Linked DNA regions of Capra hircus: region 2 is linked to region 1. A link is a contact called in public Hi-C data. All regions are on one chromosome and are shown on one strand. The core of a region is the stretch at or near the end of the contact, and the rest is flanking DNA. Distances in the headings are between cores, read along the strand shown.

The links. A called contact is a pair of places that touch in the nucleus more often than the background predicts.
Region 2: a contact with region 1 is called in a Hi-C map of blood, with 4 times the contacts expected there. The contact joins the promoter of KRR1 here to the enhancer-like site in region 1. A contact is called at or near these places in 2 of 5 Hi-C or Micro-C datasets (both in blood).

What each region holds. Positions count from the first base shown.
Region 1 is chr5:4,718,001-4,723,685 of ARS1.2, forward strand. The region is part of intron 4 of GLIPR1L2 (GLIPR1-like protein 2); the gene reads left to right. Among named protein-coding and RNA genes, the nearest start is that of GLIPR1L2, 32 kb to the left of the region's middle. Within about 2 kb of position 1,646, at least 1 of the 5 cell types and tissues checked has an H3K27ac peak or open chromatin away from gene starts, as enhancers often do.
Region 2 is chr5:4,825,007-4,830,111 of ARS1.2, forward strand. KRR1 (KRR1 small subunit processome component homolog) reads right to left here and starts at 2,489. Exons shown (of 10, transcript XM_005679734.3): 1 at 2,346-2,489. The coding sequence starts at 2,430.

The DNA.
Region 1 (5,685 bases), core at 396-2,895:
TCCACACAGAAGGAGACACATTAGCACCTAAGCAAGAAGACAAGGAATTCATACATGATGCAGTGGGCATGAGGAGAGAGCCTAAGTGGGGTGAGGACACACGGGGTATGGCCTTGTGTGGAGAGCTAGTCGCCTCGTGGGGTGAGGTGAGTGTGCCTGCTGGAGATCAGGCTTGGGGCCGCAGATCAGAGTAGTGGCATATCCGTGCAGGAGTGGCTCGCTCTGCAGTGTCACAGTCCAGGCACGGTGGGGACAGATCCACCCGGGGTGGGAGGGAGATGCCTGGCAGTGTGTCAGCATCTGACCAGGTGGGGAAGGCATCCCTGGAGGTCTGGGCTGGACCTGTGTGGGAGCCCAGGCAAAATGGGGAGAAGATTCACATCTAGGGCTGACCTGAAGAGAGGTGTTAAAAAGGAAGCAGCTAAGGGGGCCTCCGCATTTGAGGGCAATCTCCTCACACTAGGTATCAGGGTCCAAACTAGGTGAGGAAGCTTTTAATGTTGGGGGAGGTGGGGTAAGAAAGGAATCCATATGTTGGAGAAGCCCAAAGCTAACTTTCAGAGTCTGAGCAGGGTGGGAGAGGGATCCAAGTAGAGGATCAGCCTGTCAGTTGCCAGATTAAGAGCTGGGCATCCAGAGGAGGAGGGAGAGAGATGGACTGGGTGTTTGAGGTTGGTAGATGGAAGCTATACATTTAAAATAGATAAACAATAAGGTCCCAATGTATAGCACAGGAAACTATATTGAGTATCCTGTGATAAACCATAATGGAAAAGAATATAAAACATAATGTATATATGTGTTTAACTGAGACACTTTGCTGTACCACAGAAATTGGCACATTTAAAATCAACTGAACTTCAATTTAAAAATTTTGAAATGCTAGGCATCCAGTTAAATTTGAATTTCAGAAAAACAAAATATTTTTAGCATAAATATATCCCACATATTACATAGGCTATACTTATACTAAAATGTGTCTGTTGTTTTCTGAAATTTGAATATAACTAGGCATCCTAAATTTTTATTTGCTGAATCTGGCAGCTCTACCAGCCCGATGTGGAGTATCAGAGTCCAAGCAAGAAGAGGGAGTAGGAGCAGTGATGGGAGATTAGAAGCATTTTGGAAAGTGAAAGTGAAAGTCTCTCAGTCGTGTCTAACTCTTTGCGACCCCATATGGACTGTAGCCTGCCAGACTCTGTCCATGCAGTCCTCCAGGCCCGAATACTGGAGTGGCTAGCCGTTGCTTTCTCCAGGGCATCTTCCTGACCCTGGAATCAAACCCAGGTCTCCCGCATTGCAGTCAGATTCTTGACCATCTGAGCTACCAGGGAAGCCCAGAAGCATATTAGAGGATAGATCAAATAAGCAAATAGATTAAGGATAATGGAGCTGGTTTTCTCCCTGTCAGAGGATGGCATATGAATACGTAAAGGAAGAAAACAAGCTCAGATCTTTTGGTGATGATTTGGATGATTTAGAGTTACTGGAACTTAAGAGTTTCAATAAATATAAAGAAACATAGATGTAAATATTTATATATGTTTGTATCAACATACATTTATTCCCTAGCTCTGAGACGGCCTTGGAACAGCGTGCTCTCAGTGCTAAAGCAGCGGGGGCGTCCCAGGTGGCGCTAGTGGCGAGGAGCTTGCCTGCAGGTGCAGGAGATGTGAGAGATGCAGGTCTGACCCCTGGGTGGGGAAGATGCCCTGGAGGAGGGCGTGGCAACCCACTCCAGGACTCTTGCCTGGCGAATTCCATGGACAGAGAGCCTGGTGGGCTGCAATCTGTGGGGCTGCAAAGAGTCGGACATGACAGTGATGCAGTGAGCACAATAGCACTCAGACCTTGGTTCCTAAATTCCAGTCCGCACTAAAGGGAGCCAGGGCTCTCTGGAGAAAGGTCACATTCCAGGGCTGGGCAGGAGAAACATCAAATAAACCCAAAACATCTTTTTCTACCTGAAAGCAAGGAAGTGCTCAAAGAATGGTGGAGGCATGTAACATAAAGGACACAGAAGCCATCTTAAAGGGCTTTTACTGGTCAAACCTGGGACAATTTGACCACCAAAATAATGATAAGAGTAGTCAATTATAACTCACTGGATAAAACAGGATACTATAATTCATACTGATATACATTAATAAGTGAATAAATTAAAAGTTATATGAGAAACAGTTTATTTGCATAGTTCAGAAGTAACTCCTCATAGAAGTACTTCATTAGGGGTAAAGACTAACTTCACAATGGAGGAGCCTGGCAGACACAACCTAACAAAATGATCAAAGTGAATATCCCCAGCAACAGGAAGTATCAAAAGCGAAACCCTTCACCACCTAAGAGAATTCAATGAGGAGAGCATGTCATCACCTGTGTGGTATTCCTACCAAAGATGCATAACCTAAACCAGCCACAAGGAGGCACCAAATAAATCAAAATCCAGATTTGTTTAAAAACTAGGGATAGATAGATACATAGATATTTAAATAAATCAAAGTCCAGATTTATTTAAAAACTGAGAATAGATAGATATATAGATATTTAAAGAAATAACTAAAAACTTCAGAAATAGAAATTCTTGAATGTGCATACTATAGAATGTAAATTGGGGTAGCCACTATGGAAAACAATATGGAAGTCCCTCCAAAGTTAAAAATACAACTAGTGTGTGTGTGTGTGTGTGTGTGTGTACACATGCACATTCAGTCATGTCTGATTCTTGTGGCCCCATGGACTATAGCCTGCCAGTCTCCTCTGTCTGTGGAATTTTCTAGGCAAGAATAGTAGAGTGGGTTACCATTTCCTACTTCAGAGGCTTTTCCCATCCCAGGGATTGAACCCGCATCTCATGCATGTCCTGTATTGGCAAGCAGATTCTTTATCACTGCACCACCCGGGAAGGCCTACAACTACCATCAGTTCAGTTTGGTTCAGTCACTCAGTCGTGTCCGACTCTGCGACCCCATGAATTGCAGCACGCCAGGCCTCCCTGTCCATCACCAACTCCCTCCATTGAGTCGGTGATGCCATCCAGCCATCTCATCCTCTGTCGTCCCCTTCCCCTCCTGCCCCCAATCCCTCCCAGCATCAGAGTCTTTTCCAATGAGTCAACTTTTCTCATGAGGTGGCCAAAGTACTGGAGTTTCAGCTTTAGCATCATTCCCTCCAAAGAAATCCCAGGGTTCATCTCCTTTAAAATGGACTGGTTGGATCTCCTTGCAGTCCAAGGGACTCTCATATGATCCAGCAATTCCACTTGTAGGTACTTGTCCAAAGAAAATGAAAACACTAATTTGAAAAGATATATACACTGCTATGTTTATTGCAGCATTATTTATACTAGTCAAGATATGGAAACAACCTTAGTGTCCATTAGTGGATAAATGGATAAAGAAAATGTGATATATATGTACAATGCAGTATTATTTATCCATGAAAAAGAAGGAAATCTTGCCACTTGTGACAATATGAATGGACTCTGAGGGCATTACACTAAGTGATATAAGTCAGAGAAAGACAAATACCACATGAACTCACTTGTATGTGGAATTAAAAGCAAACAAACAAACCAAAAAAAAAACAAGCTTGCAGATATGAATAGATTAGTGGTTGCCAGAGGCAAGTGAATGAAATGGATGAAGAGGGTCAAAAGTACAAAATTCTACCTCCACTTATAAATAAGTCATAAGGATGTAATAATGAATATCATGGTGACTATAGTTTATAATACTGTATTACATATTTGAAAGTTGTTAAGAGAGTATATATTAAAATTTCTTTAAGAAAAAAATTTGTAACTGTATACTAATGAATGTAAACTGGACTTATTGTAGTGATCATGTCACAAAATATACAAATGTCAAATCATTATGTTGTGTGTTGTAACAAATGATTTATGTCACTTATACTTCAATTTTAAATAAAATAAAAACCTTGTAAAGAAAAAAGGTATATACTACATGCCAGAAAAAGTGACAGAAAGTAGTCACCATCTGGACATTGCCTAGTAAGTAAGAAGAAAAAAAAGGATCCTTTAAGCATCTAAGCAAAAATGTAAAATCATTTATTAGAGAGTTTAACAGTCAAACTCTTTTTTGAAGAAAAGAGAAAAAAATGGCCACTCTAAGTATTCTGACAATACAGTGTTCAGAGTGAGAAACATGCCGTAAACTCTCAGGTCATGAAGATCAGAGAAGGTGCCGTGAAAAAGCAGAGGAAAATAGCTAAAATGTCAGGGAAGCAGACTCTGAAGACCTCTTAGCCTGGGACACCAAAATAGATGATTCTCAAAAGCTCACCAGAAAATTGCTGCAATTCTCAAGAATCTTTGAGAAAGCTCCCACAAACTGTCTCGGTGTTCAGCAGCAAAGCAAAAATCCCCCATTCTACCCAAGAGGTAACTGTGAACCTCAAATCCATTTAGCCAGCAGCCACGTCTGAAGAATAATTGTCTCTACTTCTTTCAAATAGTCCAAATTTCACTAGCAGTCTTGTCTTTGGCAAACTCAAACCTAAAGCTTTGGGGCTTTCCCAGTGGCTTAGCAGCAAAGAATCTGCCAGCAGTGCAGGAGATGCGGTCGGGAAGATCCCCTAGAGAAGGAAATGGCAACCCACACCAGTATTCCTGCTGGGAAAATCCCCTGGACAGAGAAGCCTGGTGGGCTGCAGTCCATGGGTTGCAAAGGGTCAGACACAACTGATATACTTATGTGAAGTAATGCCATACTAGCAACTGAAAATCCTGCAGAGAGGAGAAAAATCCAGACCAGCCTCAAACTTCTCTACAATAACAGTAAAACCTAAGGGTCAGTGGAGTGATGCCTACATTGTCCTTAATACAAGTGTCAACCAGGAATTTGTATAGAGCCCAAACTTTCATATATAAACAAATAGACATATACTGTGGGAACATGCAGTAACTTGTGGAATATAGTTCTCATAAGCACTTCGATAAACTACTAGAGAATGACTTTCACCAAAAAAGATAAATGGTAAAACAAAACACTGCACTGAAAGAACTCTCCTCAAGCACTAAATCTTAATTGATAGACAAAGATTAAAACAAACCTGAAGGTTATAATGATAAAACACACTGTATGGGTAATAAAATCTGGTGATATACAAATAATATAATTCATAAAACTTGGCAAGAGAAAAGAGAGGTAGGAAAAAAATGTGTTTAATTTCATCATCTTTTATAGCCAGGGGTCAAAACATATTATTCATAGGTGATAAGTCAAACAATAGTGATGTTAGTAAATTTAAATGTATTTAAATCAAGTGCAAAAGTAAAAGAAGAATGTAACCAATGAAAATTTGTGATGAGAACTAAAGATACAAAGAAATGTACTGATTGCATCATTGCTCAAAATAAGCTAAAAATAAATACACATACACCAAAGGGCTTCCCTCATAGCTCGGTTAGTAAAGAATCCGCTTGCAATGCAGGAAACCCCGGTTTGATTCCTGGGTCAGGAATATCCCGTGGAGAAGGGATAGGCTACCCACTCCAGTATTCTTGTGGCTCAGTTGGTAAAGAATCTGTCTGCAATGCGGAAGACCTGGATTCGATCCTTGGGTTGGAAAGATCCCCTGGGAAAGGGAAAGGCTACCCACTCCAGTATTCCGGCCTGGAGAAGTCCATGGGGTCACAAAGAGTTGAACACGGCTGAGCGGCTTTGA
Region 2 (5,105 bases), core at 1,239-3,738, 110 kb after region 1:
ACTGGTATGATTATTTCCACTTTAGAAAAGATATTCCATTCAAAACACTCAAGTGACTTGTGTAAGGGAATATGAAGCTGACTCAGTCTAGGTCTCCTCTCATTAAAACTGTCCATAAATTGTCTCCTATATCACTTGTGAAACTCCTGGTCCTGGATTTAACAACCTCTTAAATCCAACAGCTCTATTTTAACTCACTGTTACACAAAGGTCTGATCCATGGGCCTGCAGCACAGGCATAAATTGGGAGTTTGCCAGAAATGCAATTCTTGCGTTCCATCCAGACCTAGTAAATGCGAACCTCTGAGATGAAGCCCAGAAATCTGTTTTAATGGTGTCATGAGAAGATTCTTTGCATACTGAAGTTTAAGAAGCAGGTCTTTATGGTCCATTGTAGCCATCCCAGTCAGATATACTTGCTTTCTGTTTCTTTTACTCACACCCACTTTGTTATTTAGGGCTCAAGTCACAGAGAATTAGTCTTCATTTACCATTTACTCCTCAATATCCTGAAAAAAATCCTAAAATTCTGCAATACTGACTACTTAAAATACGCATCTGGGCTTCCCTCCTAGCTCAGTTGGTAAAGAATATGCCTGCAATCTTGATCCCTGGCGTCAGGAACATGCCCTGGAGAAGGAAATGGCAACCCACTCCAGTATTCTTGCCTGGAGAATCCCACGGACAGAGGAGCCTGGCAGGCTACAGTCCGTGGGGTCGGAAGAGTTGGACAAGACTTAGTGACTAAACCACCACAAAAACCTATCTGACCAAGATCCTACCAATTTAAACAACTCGTTGGTTGTGAATTAAAAAAAAAAAAAAAGAAAAGAAAAAGAAAAACACCTGGCTAAGGAGATAAAAGTTTAGTTCCACAATACAAGAACAACAAATAAACCCCAAACATGTGTAAAGACGTATAATCTCATTAGCAATCAGGATAGTTTGAATTAAAACCACAATATGATTTCATACTTAACAAAACAACAAATTTAAAATTCAGATAACAGCCAAGTGTTAGCGCTCCTACCACTTCTGGAAGTATATATTATTATTTGCACATGCTCTACCCTACACTACAAAGATTCCAATCCCATGTAATGTACATAAACAGAGAAACTCCAGAATATGTTAACCAGGAGAAATGTATAAAGATGCTTATAATAACAATGGGAACAATCCAAATGTCCAGCAACATTAAAATGAAAATATACATTAGCGTGTATTCATACAAGGGAACATCATACAGTAGCAAAAAGAATAAATTACAGCTACAAGTATTGTCCTAACTGAATAACAACAAAGTTTAGCCTAGGAAGCAAGATACAAGAAAATACCTAAAATCCTTTTTCATTCATGTAAAATTCAAAACCCGACAAAATTAAAACATTTTGGGCATAGTAAAGATTATGAAGAAAGGAAACAGAATACTCAACATGATTCAGAATGGTTACTTTAAGTCCCTAAAGTAAAAGAAGGATCTGAGAGGTGCACGTAGGGGGTTTTGGAGGTATGGTTGGTAATGCTCTGTTCTTAACGCTCTGACAGGCTGCTTTTCACCTGTTGGTTTTATTCTTTAAGCTGTATATGCACCGGCCTCTGCCACACCCTTAATTAAAACAACAAAACACTTTAAATCTCTAACGCCTATAGAATCGAAGTTTGAGGTTTTTAATATTTCCAGCAACTCTGGCTGAGCAGGCCCCAGGCTATTTCTCTGTCTACCACACAGAAGATAATGGATAAAACAAGAGCGCGAGCGCAAAGCAAGACAGCAATTTAAAAACAACGCAGCTGAAAGAGTAGGCGCTGGGTTGGCTGATAACTTCAGCAACCGGAGAAATAGGAATAACAACAAACGTTCCGAAATTTTTTCAATGGCTGACAAATCGAGGCTAAGGGCACGCCGGTTACCTCCTTCTATCACTACTGCTGTCTTAGCCCTTCATTACCGCTACCACTCGTTCACTGATAACCACCACTTTCTCCCACCTCACCCCTCATTCTGCCAACGATTTCCAAACACCGCCGCCAGTTTAAGGCCCTGAAGCGCCCTCCTCAATTTCTTAATCCTCATATTTTTACAGAACACGCACTCAGCAACATCTCTACTTTGGAGGCTTTCAGCAGAAGCAATAAATTAGGAACACGTGGCTGGCACCGTACAGGCCGGTCAATCCTCAAGTCTGGTCAACAACCCCCCAAATCGGCAATCACAGGTACACAAACTCACAGAACAAGCCCAAGGCGGCGTTACACGTGCCTACCCAGCGAAAGCAAAAAAAAAAACAAACAAACAACTCAAAATCCACAAACTCCAGGCTTCGGTTTTTAGACAATCTCACCTCGGTTCTCCGACGTCGGCTTCGCGGAACGAAGTTCGCTTTTCCCCGACGCTACAGTCGGCCCATTCTGCTTAGAGGACGCCATCTTCAAGCTGCTTCCGGTACTACCGGAAGCGAAACCTCCGTAAATCCTCCCGGCTGTAATCCGCGTACTCAAATTGAGTTCCACCGAACTCAGAAGAGCTCTGCGCAGTCTGTGCGCGTGCGCACGCTAGAGCCCGCGTATTTGCATAAACTTCTGCTCTGGTCCCGGGTAGCCAAAGGAGAGCTGGAGACTGCTTTGACCTGGCGCGGGTAACTACGGAGTTCTATTGCGTGTTGGGAATTAATAGTTTAGCACTGGCAGCAAGTCGGAGAAGGTTTTTATCCTTCGTTTTCTCATGCACTCAGGGTCTAACGCGAAAAGCAAGACTCCAAGCTTTAGCTAGAGTGCAACTTGAATCTCAGTGCTATCACTCATTCGGTAAATATTCATATGAGACTTCCCTGGTGGCTCAGATGGTAAAGCATCTGCCTGCAATACGGGAGACCCAGGTTCGATCCCTTGGTTGGGAAGATCTCCTGGAGAAGGAAATGGCAACCCACTCCAGTATTCCTGCCTGGAGAATCCCAGGGACAGAGGAGCCTGGTAGGCTGCAGTCTATGGGGTCGCAAAGAGTCGGACACGACTGAACGACTTCACTTCACTTCGATACGTGCTAGGCGTTGGGAGGTGGTACAGATATGAGAATATATGAGCCGTGACATTTATTGTGAGACTTTTGTCGGAGGGTATTTATTTAACATTATTTCTAATCCTTGAAACAAAGACGAAGTTAAAGCAAAGCTAAGGTTGATTTTTTTTTTGGGGGGGGGACAATATTAATAAGTTTTCAAAGTCATTGTTTCTGATGGTTACTGTCTAGGGTCCTGGCATTTCTAAGCAGAGATACAGTAATTAAGCGACAATTCTAAAGTTTTTCACCTAGCCTGTTCAGTCTGCTAAGTCCAACTCTTTGTGACCCCATGGATTGTAGCCTGGCAGGCTTCTCTGTGCGTGGGATTTTCCAGGCAAGAATACTGGAATGGGTTACCCATTTCTTTCTCCAGGAGATCTGGAACCACGGATCCAATGGCAGGGGCTGGGGGGCGTGGGAGTTGACGGGGCCGCGGTGGGGGAGGACTCCTGTATTAGTAGGCGGATTCTCTACTGCTGAGAGGCTGGAAAAATGAGGAACGCCTATCTACCCCAACACGGTATACGTGGCTGATGTCACGATGTCCTTTCTATGACTCTATACTGCTAGGAACCTAAAAGTTCTTACACACGACAACGATGATACTTCTTTGGTTAAATTGTCTTATTGCTATCCATTTTTAAATTTATCTGCAGCACAAATAGAGAAAGCATTTGACAAGTTGGATTTCTCACATTAATGGAAGGGGGAACATTTATCGGACTTCCGGCCTCCTGTATCTTCTATAAAAGATACTCGTTTATAAGGTATAGGTATAAATCAATTACTTGGGAACAGAAGATCAAAAGACAATTGATTATGTAAAGATTTCTGCTTTAATCTTGTGTGTCTTCTAAATGACAGGCACTGATCTTTAAACAAGCCCCTGTGTCCTGTCTTCCAAAGTAAATCGGCTCACAAGTTAATGATTGGGAAATGTGAAGATGTCAAAACAAAGAAAAGCTGTTGGGCTAGAAAACTGGCTACAGCTTAGGCTATAATCCTGCCACGTAAGGATTCACCATGGCTCACAGGTCCCTGAAAGATATAAAGGCCTGATCCACATTCCTAAGTTGTTTTTACAGGAAGCAGACCCCCTCTAAATGAAAACTGCTGACCATAGGAACGTAGACCCTACACTGGTTGAAACAAGGAGGTTGATGATGCTTGAAATGTTACCTTGATGCCAGCCAGTCCCAGAATTGTCCAGGAGCTGGTCACACCCTGCTTGGTAAACACTGAGAAAGTGCTCCCTACCCCCTCCAGGGTGGCTCACACAGTATTGAGGGCATCAGCCCGCTGTGGCCCCCTTCGCCTGGCAAAGCAATAAAAGCTACTCTTCTACTTCACCCAAACTCTCTCTGCTTTTCTGTTTGGAACCAATGAACAGAGGCCAAATTTCAGCAACAATTTCATATATCCCTAACAATTTATTGAAAAAAAAAAAGACAGTCCCTAAAATAGAATAAATAACAAGTGAAAGTTACAAAGTGAGAAGGTTTCCTAGAAGCTCTATGAAGCAAGGTTTTGAGAGCCTTAGTTTACGGAACTCAAATCACTAATAAGTGAAGAGCTAGACTTCATGTCCAGGCAGTCTGAATTTTAATAGCTCCAGAAAGGAGATATTTACAAAAAAAGTGGGCAAATAAGTGTTATTTTTCATTTAACATTCTACACTCATTTATCAGAGATAAAAAACAGTTTTTTCCCACAGTAATCTTCTGTGGCTTTTTTCACTAATTTTTTAAAAAATAAGCAATCGAGGAGGGTTTCCCACATACAAAGGGTTGGCACATTTTTATTTTCTAACACAGATAAACTGCTTTCTATTTCTGTCAACCTCAGACAGGTTTAAAATCTGAAATCAACATTTATCTATCAACATGAATGACAGTAATAATAACCGTGACTATACCCAAAGGGTTAGTTGTTGCAAATGTGTTGGAAGGAGGGCTGGGTCTTCAGCCTCAGAGTCTTTGGACTTGGACTGCGGCATCAACTGTTCCTGCCTGCTGGCCCACCCTGCCCCAAAGCCCACATTTTG